Linked DNA regions of Zea mays: region 2 is linked to region 1. A link is a contact called in public Hi-C data. All regions are on one chromosome and are shown on one strand. Each heading gives the region's core, a stretch centred on a gene start, on an enhancer-like site or on the middle of the called end of the contact. The rest is flanking DNA. Distances are from core to core; before and after follow the strand shown.

What was found. Hi-C and Micro-C count contacts between places; a contact is called where the count stands out from the background.
Region 2: a Hi-C map of leaf shows a contact between it and region 1, with 9 times the contacts expected there. The contact joins the promoter of LOC100280765 here to the promoter of LOC100284185 in region 1. A contact is called at or near these places in 1 of 25 Hi-C or Micro-C datasets (leaf) and 1 of 3 datasets of contacts at active chromatin or transcription factors (leaf).

What each region holds. Positions count from the first base shown.
Region 1 is chr10:139,587,459-139,591,272 of Zm-B73-REFERENCE-NAM-5.0, forward strand. LOC100284185 reads left to right here and starts at 1,823. Exons shown (of 5, transcript NM_001367009.1): 1 at 1,823-2,562. The coding sequence starts at 2,009.
Region 2 is chr10:139,740,123-139,743,936 of Zm-B73-REFERENCE-NAM-5.0, forward strand. LOC100280765 (heat shock factor protein 4) reads right to left here and starts at 1,975. Exons shown (of 2, transcript NM_001291568.2): 1 at 1,740-1,975; 2 at 820-1,662. The coding sequence starts at 1,946. The coding sequence ends at 913. LOC103641959 (Sugar isomerase (SIS) family protein) reads right to left here and starts at 3,727. Exons shown (of 1, transcript XM_008665258.4): 1 at 2,435-3,727. The coding sequence starts at 3,382. The coding sequence ends at 2,735.

The DNA.
Region 1 (3,814 bases), core at 573-3,072:
TACCATATTATTAGAAAAAAACTAAAACACAAAAATTAGGAAAAACTAAATGGCTATGGGAATGAAAAAAGATAGGCATGCTTTCCGACCATATTCGTGATTATCATATGTACACAAGAAAATATCGACGATATTTCTTTATTTACAAGGTACCCACTTATTACTAGCACTAGAAGACATTTATTTTTTTAAGCACAAAGGCTCACTTATCTTTGGTGGGCAGGTAAGATGGTGATGGTCTAAACTAACACGGAGGATTGCAGCCATGATTAGGTCGTCTCAAGTTTCCATATACTATCCCATATCTCTAGAAATGAAAATGACAGAAACAATCGGAAAATCACTCTCTCATTTTCATTAATTTTAACAGAAAACAAGAGTAGACGGTATAGTCGTAAACATAAACAATTGCGGTATATATATAGTTACACGAGAACGGATTAAAACGAACAGAAACAGACGGTAACTTAACCGGAATATGCAATATTGTACAATCACTCATTAAACTATAATGTTAAGAGTTTAGGACACTGTAAATCATAACTTTAAAAGTTTAAAAATCGGCAAAAAACATATGTTTTAAAAGATCAACAACGTGTGTAAAGACAACATTTTTTGCCCGCAACCTTCATTCATAAACCCCAAACTTCTGGATATATAAGACAAGAGGGAGTACTCTATAAGGTTGTAACATGCTAACATGATAGCATCAAAGATTATGTAAGTATGCCACAGAGAGTAGGGCTAAAGGCATTACTTTGTTGTATATTATTTTATGCGCTACCTAAAATGGGAGTTTGTAAACAGCAAAAACGGAAATATCGCGGAAAAATGAGATTTTGAAAATACGGACGAAAACACTGAACCGTTTTCGTTCCTGCAATATATCATCTGTATGTGTCTCGTTTTCTGCTTTTCCCCGCAAAAACGAAAACAATCCGAGTAAAACGGAATACAATACCGGACGAAACATGATTTTCCCGTCTGTTTCACCATACCTATCTCATTCCCGATTTCAATTTTCACTTTGCAAACAATGTCATCTACACTCTGTGCCCCATAATTTTGTTCCCACAGGAATCGAAATAGGGAATTTCGCTATTAGGGGGCGAAGATGGTATTGTTAGAAATAGAATCAGTTATTGGAATTTTTTTTATCGAAAACAATATCGAAATCGATGGGACATTTTACCGACCATTTCTTTCGGTTACCGAAATTAGTCGACTTTTTTCTGAATCTAGGTCTCAAAATTTTCCGGAATTCCAGAAACCGTTTTGATTTTTTCGATAGGATTCATCGGCAAGGGTAATTTTTGAAAACAAAAACATTTATCAGAATTTTGTGAACTTGTTATATTATGAATTGTGAACTTGTGGTTATTGTAAATTTGTTAACTTGTGAAATGTGAGTATGTGAACTTGTGATCTTTGTGAATTTGTGATCTTTAAGAACTTGTCAACTTATGAATTGTGAACTTATAATCTTTACTTTATGAACTTGTGAATTGTGAATTTGTATTTTTTATGAACTTATCTTATTTTTAACTTATGGCGATTATGATCTTGTTATATTATGAACTCGTTATATTGAGATGCTTTCATATTAGTATGTTTATCAATTGTATTTAAATCCCAATCATTACCAATTTATTTACGTACCGAAAGTCCGTTTTCGAAATACCGATTTCATTTCAGTTTCAAGAGTTAACGTTTTTATTTGAATTCTCATATACAATCGTAAATGTTTTTAGCCTTTATGGACCGTTTCCGATCATTTCATCCTTATTGGTACTATAGTCTGTTCACTCGAATTCCTGGTCCCAAATTCACGTAATCTGTTGCAATGATATATTTTTTTAGTTTTATTGAAAAATAGGGAAAGGCAGAAAAAACGAGAAAAGATTCGAGTTTCTAAACCCGTCACGGCGTCTTGTTCAGAGGAATTCCATTCCTACGAAGAAAGTATTTCCTTCCTCCTGAATCCTGATCTCTCACGGAGTTCCCCTGTATGGCGACGCCTCGCTCACCGAGCCCCAGCGCCGCCGCGCGTCTCGATTCTGCGCCGCTGCTGGGCGGCGCCTCCGGCGGCGGGTCCCGTCGCCGAGATGGAGCGCTTCGCCGGCCCTCCCTCCGCGGCGCGGCGCGGCTGCTGCGTCGCGGCGGGCGGCGGGCCATGCGGGAGCCCTCGGTGCTGGTGCGGGAGGCCGCCGCAGAGCACCTCGAGGAGCGGCAGGCTGACTGGGCCTACTCCCGCCCCGTCGTGGCGCTCGACCTGCTGTGGAACCTCGCTTTCATCACCGTCGCTGCGGTCGTGCTCGTGCTCAGCCGCGACGAGGACTCGCCCATGCCGCTCCGGACCTGGGTCGCCGGCTACGCCCTTCAGTGCGTCGTACACATGATTTGCGTCGCAATCGAGTACAGGATGCGCCACGGCCAGCGCGGCAGCGCCGTCGCTGGCGCAGCGCCTGCAGACGTGGAAAGGGGCAGCGACGCATCGTCCTCATCCAGTGACGAGGATGACAGGGAGCTCGATCTCCATGGTCGCCGCACTGATTACGCCAGGTAATTTGATGGATCTGCTTGGAAAGGTTTCTAAAACTGTTTATGCATAGTACATGTACGGTAATATCCATGCAGGAGAGCGTGTTATTTCTTATCCCAACTTAAGTGGACCAATACTGGCGGGTGGTAGTGTAGCTTCTAGTGAAATATTCAGTGTGCTCATCTTAGCTATAGTCTCGCTGAATAGAGTAAATTGGAGAATGGCATTGGGATCAACCTGGACATAATATTCTGGATGCAAGGGCAAACGAAGCAGATAAAACATTGAATTGAAGTTCAGTATTACGTGCCTAGAATTTTCACTTTGGCCTTCTTTTTTAATTGGGTTCTATTGCACTTTTTGAGTCAGCAGTTTCTCGTTCCTATGATGCTAGGATTGTAAGCTACATCAATAATAAAGTAGAGTATTTTGGCTCAGCACTGAGTAGTTAAAGAGTCAAGGCAAGTATACTGGGTCCAAAGAGGCCCAAAATTCTTTTACACAGTTAAAAAATGGTTCTGTGAGTTCTATCCTAAATTTGAAGACTAAAAAGAAGGGAAATTTGGATCCATACCATTAAAAGATCACCACTTTGGATCCATACCATTACTATCTCACTTACATGTGGGTCCACATGAGTCAATGACATGTGGGGTCCATAGTATATATCTAAAGTTTGGATCTTTTAATGGTATAGATCCAATTGTTCCTAAAAAGAAAGCAATGACTAAACGATGTGAGTCTTATTGCTACACATCAATTCTGTGTTGCGTGTTCCATAGAATTTTGAGGCATAGTTAGCGATGCAAGCGGAACCTGAAAAAGTTAAGCCTATTTGAGGGCTTGCAGATAGGCCCGCTTGCATCCCTAGGCATAGTATATTTGGTAATGGCTTTTAATTTTAATATGGTCAAGAAATAATACTAAATGGACTAAGGAACTCCATTGGGATTAATGTTCTGAAAAATAAAAAATGTAGAAGATATTCACCTAAGAGATGGATTGTGTCCTATATGATTTCTGTTTCGAGATGCCAAGTAAATGATGACAGCAGCCCCAAGTGCTTCATATGTACCCCCCCTCCCCCACGGCCAGAAGCGCTCTTCGCTGCTGCTGCGTTTGGTGCAGCTCTGGTGCTAGAGGTAGTGGAGGACCGGTGTGGAAGCCGCACCAAACATAGCAGCAGTGTAGAGCGCTTCTGGCCACGAACGGGAGGAACTGGAGCCGTCTTTCGTGTACGGTGCCAGATCCACAATTTGTGGCTTCGTCTTG
Region 2 (3,814 bases), core at 725-3,224, 150 kb after region 1:
GAGGCGGATACCTCCTCCTGAGGCTGAGGCCCAAGGTCGGGCGAGGCGGAGCTTCCTGTTGCGCCTGAGGCTGAACTTAGCCGTTGTCAGCCTCACCCTGGCGGGTGGCATAGCAGTCGGAGAGGGGCGAGCGGCGCTATTTTCCTGTCAAGTCGGTCAGTGGAAGGTCGAAGTGACTGCGGTCACTTTCTTGCCAACTGAGGCACGTGTGTCAGGATAAGGTGTCAGGCGATCCTCACATTATATGCGCCTGCGATACGGTCGGTTGGTGAGGCGATTTGGCCAAGGTGGCTTCACTTCGAAGTCTGCCCGAGCTGGGCTTCGGGTGAGTCGAGGGTACGCCCGTTGCTTGAGGAGGCCCTCGGGCGAGGCGAGAATCCGTCTGGGACTACTGTTCCCGCCCGAGGCTCGGCTCGGACGAGGCGAGATCGCGTCCCTTGAGTAGACGAAGCCTTGACCTGAATCGTGCTCATCAGTCTCTGCAGCTTGTGCTGATGGTGGTTACCAGCCGTGTTTAGGAATGTTGGGGGTACCCCTAATTACGATACCCGACACATATATTGTGTCTTCTTAATCTTGAACTATTTAGTTTATAATAACATGATTTATTTCCTAAATACTATTATTTACGGTCTAAATGTTGGAGTAAAAAAATTCTTTTGATACTATAAACACTTTAAATATGGTCCTATTTCAGTTTTTAGGACTACATTTTAAAGAATTTTGTTGGAGATGCTTTTAGTTTTATAACTAAACTATATTTATATATGTAATTATTATTTAAACATTCTACTTGACAGTCAGGAGATGCCCCGTTGCTAAATTTTGATTTCTAGATGATTCAATTCAACCGTGCAGCACCACTCAATACAATACTACAATCGATACTACAGTACTCTACACGAGTGTCAGTCATTTCAGCCCTAGACTGAGGCTCCTATCGGGGTGGGCGTTAATGGGGCTTTTGCGGTCACGTGATCCTCCGCCCGTCCTCGCCGCCGCGGCCGCCCGCACGGACAGCGTCAGCACGTCCAGATCCGACGCCTCGTTCCTCCTGGCCGCTTTAACCCCCTGCTTCCGCACCGTTTGCCTCTCGTCGTCTTCATCTTGTTCCTCGTCGTTGTCCTCGCCGTCATCTACATCGTCTCCATCACCACGCGCACCGCGTAGCCGCTTGGCCCCGATTGGGACGCCGAACAGCATTGGCTTCACTTCTGGGCCGCTGGGACCTTCCCCACTGCCGCCATGCCCCTCGTCGCCGTCCGCCGGATCCTCATCTCCGCCTCTGCCTTGGTCGTCGTCGTACCGAGCCATGAGCTGGCGCACGCCGTCGCAGAGGCGCCGCGCGCGGGCCAGCTCCCGCGCCAGCCTCGCATTCTCGCGTCGCAGCCGCGCGTTCTCCTCCTCCAGCTCGGCCACCGCGCCGCTAACTCCAGCCGTCGAGCCACGCGGCGGCGACGAGGAGACCGCCGGCTCCCCGCCAGAGCTCGTGGGCGGGGACGAGAGCGGTAACGGTATCCCCGCCGGTATGCCCGGCACCGGTACCGCCGCCACGGCGCCGGTCCCCTTCCGCCTCTGTATTCCGGCGAGAAGGTGCTTCTCGCCTCTCCGGAAGCCGTCGTTGGCAAACTCCCATCTGTCCCCGACTACCTTCTTGAATCCCTGTACACAGAGAACGGAATAGACTGTTAGGCAGAAGAAGAAGAGCGGAACGGGCAAGTAAGGACTCGGGTACCCACGTAGGTGTTGAGCTGGCGGACGAACGAGGAGAAGTTGCTGTGCTTGAAGTGCTTGGGAAGAAGGTCACGGGCGAACTCGGCGGGGCGCCACACCACGAAGGCCGTGCCGGTGTCGTTCCACGAGATCGTATCGTCCGTGGCCGAGTCCTCCACCATGGCGTAAGTTTTCGTCAGGAAGGGCGGCGTCCCCGCCGCCGGCAACGCCATCAGGCAACGGAGTGCGGTGAGCAGAGGGGCCGCGGAAAGGAAAGTGTGAGGAGAGGACAGAGCGAGGAAGACGCATCTAGAAAGGTGGATTTGGGGATGAGATTAAGTTGGACCTAGGTGAGAGAAGCATCCAGCGGGTTCTAGAAGGTTCCCGACTTTCCTTGCGGTAGCCGACACGTGCGTTGTTTCTAGAGAGTGCCCGTTTGGATTGATGGGCTGAGTTACACTTGGACAGAGCCCAAATGGACACTTTTGTCCTTTATGAATATTCTTTTTTAAAGTTCTCGTACATAAAATTTTAAAATAGATAAAACTATCTCTACACATCTCTGTTCTCATATTCAAACTACACTATAAAAAAATATATAATTTACAATACAAAACAATATTTTAAATAACAATACGGCCTAATGCCGCTGCCTTAATTCTCTGTACATGAACTCCAGTTTTTATAGGAACGCGAACGCAACATCCGTAGTGTATGCGTATATCACAGAAACAATGCACGCATTATGTATCAATTTTACAACATACTGTAAATACCATCATCTGGCACTTAACGTCATAACCGCTGAATTTTTTTTTAAAAAAAAAACTGGGCGTGACTTTATTACTCAGCTGCTAACAAATTATTAGCTCTGATTACACACACGCTATCAAGAACAAGGATCAATCTGCTCCTTCCCACTTCCCTTCAGCGCACAAATACCCCAGTGTGTAGCCAAGCCACTCGTGTGAGTTGGCAGTGACGCTCTGTAGTTGCCAAACACCGGCAGCGGCGCTCAACACTACTCCAAATTCGTGTGGCGGGCCCTCATCTGGGCCGGGCTCTGACCCAAGACGCGCGCGAGCTCCAGGACCACCATCTCGAACAGCACGAACATAGCTCCCTCGTACAGGCTGCCCATCGGCAGCTTCGCCCGCGCCGGCGACCCCTCCGCCTCCGTCTCCGTCTCCGTCTCCCCCGCCCCCTCCTCGTCATCCGCCATGGTCTGCGCGGGGAGGTGTGCCACCACGTCGGCCTGACGCCGCGGGAAGTCCCCTTCGAGGCGCGCCGTGAGCAGCAGGACGCGCGCGCCGGCGCCGCGCGCCACGCCGCAGATGGCGTCGACGGTGGAGAACGCGCCGGGCCCCGCCGAGGCCACGAGGAGGTCCCCGCCGCCCGCTGGCGGCGCCGTGACGTCGCCGACGCAGTGGGCGGGGAGGCCCAGGTGCGCCAGCCGCATGCAGAGCGCGCGCATCATGAGGCCCTCCCGCCCGACGCCGTGCACGAACACGCGGCCGCCCCGCGAGGCCGCGGCCTCCAGCTCCGAGACCAGGACGGAGCGCGCGGGCGGGCGCGGCGAGGGCGCGGAGAAGACGGACGCGATCTGACCGCATATAGCGGCCGCGTCCGCCTGCTGCGCCGAGGCCGCGGCGGTGTCGCTGCCGGTCATTGTTGTCGCGCCTGTGGCCTGTGGGCTGTGGTTTATCCGAATGGCCGAATCCTCGTGGAGGATTGGAACTCGGATGGCCTGTGCCCTGTAGTCAACTCGGCCTCGGCCACTTGTTTGGGCGTCCTCAAATAGCTAGCTGATGCAGGGTGAGAGAAAAATAAAAATAGTAATTTATTTCAACACCAGTATTTGGTTCTGCATGTAATACATCTAGTTTTTTTTGGAATACGTAAAATCTCCTGTCTAAGGCTCTGTTTAGTTCCTTTAGTCACTAGACTAAAGTTTAGTCGCTAAAGTATTCCGTTTGGTTCCAGTGACTAAACCGGACTAAAGAGCAATAATTGTTGTGAATAATGACTGTTTTACCCCTATTAATTAATGAATGTTTGCTATAAGAAGAAAGTGGAGATGGCAAATAAGGTAAAAATACTA